2 separate regions of the Gossypium hirsutum genome follow, and region 1 is linked to region 2. The links are chromatin contacts, called in public Hi-C maps. All regions are on one chromosome and are shown on one strand. The core of a region is the stretch at or near the end of the contact, and the rest is flanking DNA. Distances in the headings are between cores, read along the strand shown. Region 1 holds the start of LOC107913548 (U6 snRNA phosphodiesterase). Region 2 holds the start of LOC107913543 (chromatin remodeling protein SHL).

Region 1 (3,732 bases), core at 643-3,142, 130 kb after region 2:
TTTAATATTAATTAAGTAATAATTAACATGTTTGAAGTTGTTTTTAAGTAAACACGAAAATAAAAATTCAGAAATATTTGAAATAACAGATGAAATATTTGTTCAAATCAAGAACTTGGTTGGTATAAAGAACAAATGGGAGAATTAGAAAAAGTAGGACTTCTAAGAAGATCCGATTCTAGACATAGAAGTGCGAGCTTCTTTGTTAGTAATCATAATGAACAGATAAGAAACAAACTATAAAATGTTAAATGATAATACCTATGATAATATGCTTATAATATACCTAGTAACGATCAGCTTATCAATAAAATACAAGATGCAAAATGGTTTAGCAAATTCGACTGTAAGTCAAGCTACCATCAAATAAAAATGCATTACTGCCTGTATATGTCCAAATCCAATTGGACATTGGGAATGGCTTGTAATGCCATTTGGGCTTAAAAATGCCCCAGCAGTCTACCAGAAGAGAATGGATAATATATTTAAAAGATTGTAGTGATTTCGCTATAGACGATGTATTAGTCTTTAGTAAAACTGCTAAAGAACATAGAGAACATTTAAAGACCATATTCAATATATTCCATCAAGAGGGAATAATAATAAGCAAGAAAAAGATGGGACTAGGAAAAGAATATATAAAATTCCTAGGAGTCATAATAGGAAATGGCAACCACGTATAGCCCAAAAGTACTCGATAGAAGGCCTGAAACTAATACAAGAATTTCTGGGCCTGCTAAACTATGCAAGACCATTTATAAAAGAATTTATCAAAATTAATTGGTCCAGTAACTAATAAAACTAAGAAAAATGGATAGCCAAGACATAAAAGTACGAAGAATCCAAAACTAGAACTACCACTACATACGGACTATCTTATAATAGAAACAGATGGTTCAATAGAAGGATGGGGAGCAGTTTTATACAAAAACGAAAATCAATACGCCCCCAAATTATCAGAAAAACTTTGTAGATACAATTCAGGAAGATTCAAAGAAAAGAGAATAGTTTGAGGAATAGATGCTGAAGTGCTAGCCCTTAGATACGCTTTAGAATCTTTTGAATTATTCGTACTTGGCAAAGATTGTATTAGCATTGTAAAATACTTTGCTAACATGAAAGAAACAAAACAAAAAAAAAGAACTTCACTAAATAGGTGGAACAAACTAGCCACATACTTTATAGAAAGGCATCTAAAGCCAGAAATAGAACATATACCAGGAAAAGATAATAAGCTGGCCGATTTATTATCCCAGAACCCAGAAAATAACTCAAGGTTTCAAGTTTAATTTGCTTAATATTGATTTATGGGATTTTGTTGCAGGTACCATGAAGCCTCGAGCAAGCAATATAAATACCGGGTCCCAAGTGGAGAATACTATAAATCAGAATACTTTGATACAACCCATCGATACTAAGCTGGGATCCAATGAAGAGGATGCTCAGAATAAATACTTATACGATCTCTGTGGAACACCAGAAGATCCTTTATACCAAGCTAAGATCGAGCTTATACAAAAGGCAGCCCAACTTGGGTTGAATAAAGACGATCTTATAAATAATAAGAAAACAGAACCAAAAGGGATATGTTTTGGAAAGAAGGAAAAGGCCCCTGAAAAACCAAAACTCATACATTCCGATAAATTGGTTTTTTCAGATTATAAAGGATAAGGACAAGAATTTAATCTTGCACCTGGAACTAATACAAATGATACAGTACAGAGCGTATACTTATTGATAATACATTTATTGCTCATAAAAAATCAAATATAAAATATCTCATTGCTTGCCTTAATGGTTTAGCATTATACTTTTACGAATAATAAAAAAGAAGATTCATACTACATCATATTCCGAGGCGAAAAAAGAGGAATATACGAAAAATATGCACAAGTCGCCCAATACATCAAGACCGGAGGAATCAAGAAATATGCAACTCTTGCAGAAGCCCTCCACGAAGCAGACACATACTTGACGAAGCCATACTATAAAAGCCCATAAGTAATTCAGGCTATGAAGCAGAAGGGCCCAGAATCAGTCCAACCAGAACATTTTACAGAAGCCCAGAGAACTATACTAAGCCTGAAGAAGAAGCAGATCGAGCTCGAAGAACAGAACCAGCTACTAAAAGAAAAGATAGGACAGCTGGAGCAACATAACGAAGATCGATCATACGCCGGAGCCGGAAAAGCCATAACTAGAAGTGGCAGCTGTTCAGTAGAAGACGAAAGGGAAGCCTCGAAAACAAAGAGCCCCCTTTCTCAAAGTATCCATTCCATATGGAAGCGCTAAGAGCAACATATGGAGACGACGACTCATCGGACTCCGACTCCGACCACTCTCCTCCGCTGTCTTTTCCCGCCAATTCCAATCCCCAAACGGAGGAGACGCTGTCGTCTGCTCTCCCTCCGCCTCCTGTTTCTCTCCTCCACCCTCCCAATTCCCTTGGTAATTCAAACTACAACAAATTTCCCATAACTTTCTTTTACTAAAATATTTTACTCTTTTTGCTCATCAACTATTTTTTTCTTGATAATGAAAAAAGGATCTTTGGATTACTTACAAACTGGTCAGCCCAGTAGAGTGAGAAGCTTCCCTCACGTCGAAGGCAACTATGCTTTGCACGTTTACATTCCAGGTGCTTTTTTTGAATGGCCACAGTTCTTTATCGATAATATTGAATTGAATGAATTGCCTTTTTTTTTATTTACTCTGTTAATTATTTCAGTTTTTATACCGTCTATATCAAAGAAAGAGATGGGTCAATTTTTGAAGAGAGTTTCATCCGTGGTTCCCAATCTCCATGTTGTGGATATTGATATTCCATTGAATACACTGTGTAAAGAAGAACATAAACTTGAACAAGTGGCATTGGGAAGGGAATTCCATATAAGTTTAGGAAGGACAGTTCCTATTAGAGTTCACCAGATTGACTCTATTGTAGCAATGCTTCGCCAGAAACTTCAATTTCAAAAGCGGTTTGATGTTATTCTTTACTATTATTATGCTTAGTTCCATTGTTAAATAAATAACCTTTGGGTTTTCTTCCTTATGATTCAAGGATATGGTTTTGATCTTTGTTCTTATTGCAAGTAGGTATTGGATTGATTTTAACAAATGGGAGGTTTTTGTCAATGATGATCGAACGTGCACCTTTCTTTCACTCGAAGTTGTTACTGGAGGATTACCCAAGGTAAGTGTGCTGGAGTTTTCCTTTTTTCTTTTACTGAAATTGAAATTCTTTTGCATATTGAGCTTGCCTTCATTGTTTATATATATGGACATCTCAAGTGAAAAAGAAAAGCTAAAGAAAGAGGATGATATACCATAGCTTTATTGCCTATCTTTTTTTATATAGAGATGCTTGGGTTTCCAAGTTATGTTTCTAAAAGTGGTATATAATTTTGAGATTGATGCTTCAATTGGAGTAAAAACTTCTAAATCATGTTTATTTTGCACTAGTTTGTCATACTGGTCGGGTATTTGTTCTATTCTCATTTCCTGACAATTAAGTATTTAAGTCGTATCTGCTCTCAGTAGGATGGCTATCTTATGTAGAACAAATCGGGATGCTCATGTTGTAGTTCTTTTTCTTTTCCCTCTATATTCCACTGTTCTTTTATTTCCAAATAAATGGCATTTACTTGATCGCAATTAACTCGCAGATAACTAAGCAAATTCAGGCTGTTAACGAGGTTTACAAGCTTCACAATCTCCCCGAGTTCTATAAGG
Region 2 (3,738 bases), core at 428-2,927:
GGTATTTTCTTAAAAGAAAATGCTAATTAAACCCTAGCCGTACTACCAGTCAAAAAGTTGGGGGAAAACAATAATGTTCAGTTTCCATAGCAGAAAAGGAGAGGAAGGGATCATCATTCCACTATAGGGCCAAATTTTAGAACTTCTTTAACCATTTTTGCTCCAATTGAAAGTGGCAGCTAAAATAATACCAGTTCCAATTCTTCAACGACCTGCTGATAAATGACAGCTAAAACAATAGTCAGTAGCCTATCTGTCACTCAATTAAACTGTTTTCACATCCTTGAACAAAAACATATGTTAATGTATTTTATGCAAATTTATAAAAGAAAAAGAAAAGCACTTGGAGAGAACTCTTCTGGCATATCTTGCAAAGATGCATACAATATATTCATCCTAATAAATGCATAACTGAGATAGCTATCTTCCCAAGCATCCAACTTACCAGTCACTGCAATCTTCACACTGAACCATTAGGTCATCAGGATTGTAAGGCATTTCACATTTGCAATAACTGCCACATCACCATAACAAACTAGAAAAGGTCAAAGGAAAAAAAGATTAAATAGAATAATCTAATTCTCAAAGTTGCAAAACACTCGAACTTCATTTCAAGTAAAAATGTTCACTTTGAAATAACCAGTTCAATCCGCTAGAGTCGTGGGACCTGAATCCATCATTTATTAAAGAAATAAAATACACTGACAAAATAAGGGGATTTGTGGGGCAAATAGTCGAAGCCCGCCAAAGATCCCAAACCGTCGCATAAGTAGAATCCGTGTAAAACTGCACTTCCTCTATTAAATAGTGTTTTTCAAGTGAACATTAATCAAACATTAAGCATACAAATATAATGTTGAAGTCAACGTTAATCAACTTATATTCACTAAATTAATCTTAGTCAAGCGATTAACTGAACAAAACATCATTAGTGATAAATCAACAAAAAAAGCGCCAATTAAGCCATTGAAGTATGAGTTTTGAGCGAAGAGAAAACAGGGGAAAAACATGAGTCTAATTAACAATTATGAAGTTAGAATTCAGGCACTTGTTAAAACAAAAATTAAAAGAAGAAAAAGAACGTACACGGCGACGCGATCGGGATTGAAAGCACCGGTGGAGGAATTATATTCGAAACGACAGAAGAAGTCATCGTTTCCAACGGCGTCGAGCTTCGTATAGCTCTTGAAGCTATGGACTGTGCACTTCCCTTCGATAGTATCAGCGCTTTGCACATCGTAATGATCAGACAAGAAAAGCTCTTTAGATCCATGGAACTGTCTCCGCCCTCCGATCGACTCCTCCGGCCTGTAGTACCACCTTGCGAGAACCTTAACGTTTCCTCCACGTGCGTCCGCATCGATCCGTTCGATTCTCGCCACGTATTGAGGGTTTGACTGGTCCGCTGGTCGCATCAACACGCAATCCCCAGCTGCCAGTCACCACCACCACCACCACAACTTTTTAGAAAAAAAAAAACCCTTAAAGCTCTTATCTTTTTCATTTCCTTTGGCTTACCGTTAATTGTTTTATTGATGTGTTTGATTGTGCAAGACTCTAGAGGTCTCCTCGGAGCTTTAGCTTTGGCCATGGGAGAAGAACAGAAAATAGTACAAAAAGAGAAATAAACGACAATCGTTCAGTGAAATACAATACAAAGGCATGCACAAGGACAAGAGAGAGATTGTGGGGCGACAAAAATTAAATTTTCAAAAATAATAGTAAAAGTTTGGTCAAATTTTAGAAAGATCCCTGTACTATGTGTTTTTTTCTGATTTAATCCCTCTTCTATAATTTAATAATACCTAATCCATCCACTTTTCGAAATGTGTCCTTTCAATCTTGATAATAACTCTTTTTTTTTTCAATAAATTCTATCAAATTTTTTAGCCTGACTTTCTAATGTGTACATCACATTATTTGATGAAATTATTATAAAAAATAATAATATCAATATTAAAAATACACATTTTAAAATGTAAACAAACTGAATCTATTAAATTATGATATAAGGACTAAATCTGATAAAACAAATAGAACAAACACTTTTTAATGAATTTAGAAATAAGGTTTAATTCACGATTGGACACTTGAAATATACTAGTTTTTCCACTTTAGCACCTAAACTTTCTTTAAACTATTACTCTGTTATAGTTTTTAGTCCAACAACAATTAAACAATGCTAAAAGAAAAACTGATCAACCAAGAAGAATGTGCAAGCTGCATGTTTTTTAAGTTAGAGTTAAAATTAAAATTTTAAAAGTATATTTTAATTAAATAAAAATATATATTTTTTTTGAATCAATGTTGTTGATACCAAGTATCAACGAAACGAAGAGACAAGTAGAGGTGTGATATTGATTCACCCTAGTGGATGGAGAGCTATGAAAGAGAGGGATTGTTTACTAGTGGGCTTTTATACAAGGGATTAAGTTGTCACAAGGAAGAGTTCTATTAATAGATGAGTCACTTCGTTGTTATGTAGTGAAGGGGGCTATGTGACCTTGTAGGATGATGATGCGATGTTATAGGTTGAGCTAATGATGTATAATAACTGTTTTGTCAATAAATGGTTTTTGGCAGTGACAGAAAGCGAATAGTAATTGAGATAGAGGTGTATCACTCGACAAGAGTGCATGTAAAGGTGATTTAACAATTGTCTCCTAGTCGAAGAGGAGACAAAAGTTGGCCCTGTTAGAGAGATGTTAGTGAGAGCAAAATTTCTCTCTTTTTCATTTATTTTTTTTAATTTAAATGACCAGTGAATAATGTAATTGTGATTTAAAGATGTGACTTTTAATGGCAACATGATTTGGAGAACATGTGTTGGTTGCCATTTGTTATTAAGTTTAATGACGCGGCATGGCGGTACGTGACAATATATAAGAAGATCATATGGTGGTTGATGAGTGATGTATGTGAAAGTTACACACTATTAGAGCGTAAGGGCAGTTGCATGCATTTTGGATGAGTTATGGAGCTTATAAATAGATGGTTAATGTGTGTCTTGCTTCACCTTCATTACTTGCTTTATCGGCTTTAATTTACTTTGTTTGCCACCTCCTATTCTTTTTCTTCTTAATTTGCTGCAATCGTTTTTATTTGAGTTAATTTATGATATCTGTAGTAATAAATTTTTTTCGAAATCACATTTATGTTTTGAACTAGATGAATGTTTGTCGTTATTAACTTTTAACCGAACGATCTTTTCTATTATTCTCGTACCATGATGCGAGATTCCGATTATACTTGGGAAGTCAAAGTCTAAAAACCCTCACAATAGAACAAATGGAATGCCTTACTTGGTATTAAATTCCATTTGACATAATGAGTATCTCATCCTCATCTTTCTTCTTTATTTAAATATATTAAATTTTGGGATACACGTTATTCAGCACCATCAAAACTTGTAGGCATGTGAATTGTAAAGCTACCTAATTTTGTAACTTTTCAACTTTTAAGTTATTGATTCACCAATCGTTTGACAACTGAAATATTGCGTCTAATTATTGGTTTTGGTCCATCTATTATTTAAATTTACGGTTTAATTTATCTTAGGCCCGGTCTTAGAGTCGTCTAGAGATAAGGCCGCTCAAGGTTCAAGCCTAAAAGGGGTCTAAAATATTATTTTTCAATTTTTAAAGGGTCCAATTTATTTTTAACATTTAAAGGTCAGAAAAAAATTTTACCAACTTTTGAGGGGCTCCAAAATTTCTTTTACCAGCTTTTAAGGACCTA

The links. A called contact is a pair of places that touch in the nucleus more often than the background predicts.
Region 1: a Hi-C map of leaf shows a contact between it and region 2, with 1.9 times the contacts expected there. The contact joins the promoter of LOC107913548 here to the promoter of LOC107913543 in region 2. A contact is called at or near these places in 2 of 34 Hi-C or Micro-C datasets (both in leaf).

Annotation. Positions count from the first base shown.
Region 1 is chrA13:3,819,294-3,823,025 of Gossypium_hirsutum_v2.1, forward strand. LOC107913548 (U6 snRNA phosphodiesterase) reads left to right here and starts at 1,893. Exons shown (of 6, transcript XM_016842175.2): 1 at 1,893-2,448; 2 at 2,546-2,638; 3 at 2,729-2,978; 4 at 3,097-3,193; 5 at 3,666-3,731. The coding sequence starts at 2,280.
Region 2 is chrA13:3,687,030-3,690,767 of Gossypium_hirsutum_v2.1, forward strand. It overlaps LOC107913543 (chromatin remodeling protein SHL), which reads right to left and starts at 1,678. Exons shown (of 5, transcript XM_041084505.1): 1 at 1,519-1,678; 2 at 1,087-1,432; 3 at 446-451. The coding sequence starts at 1,591.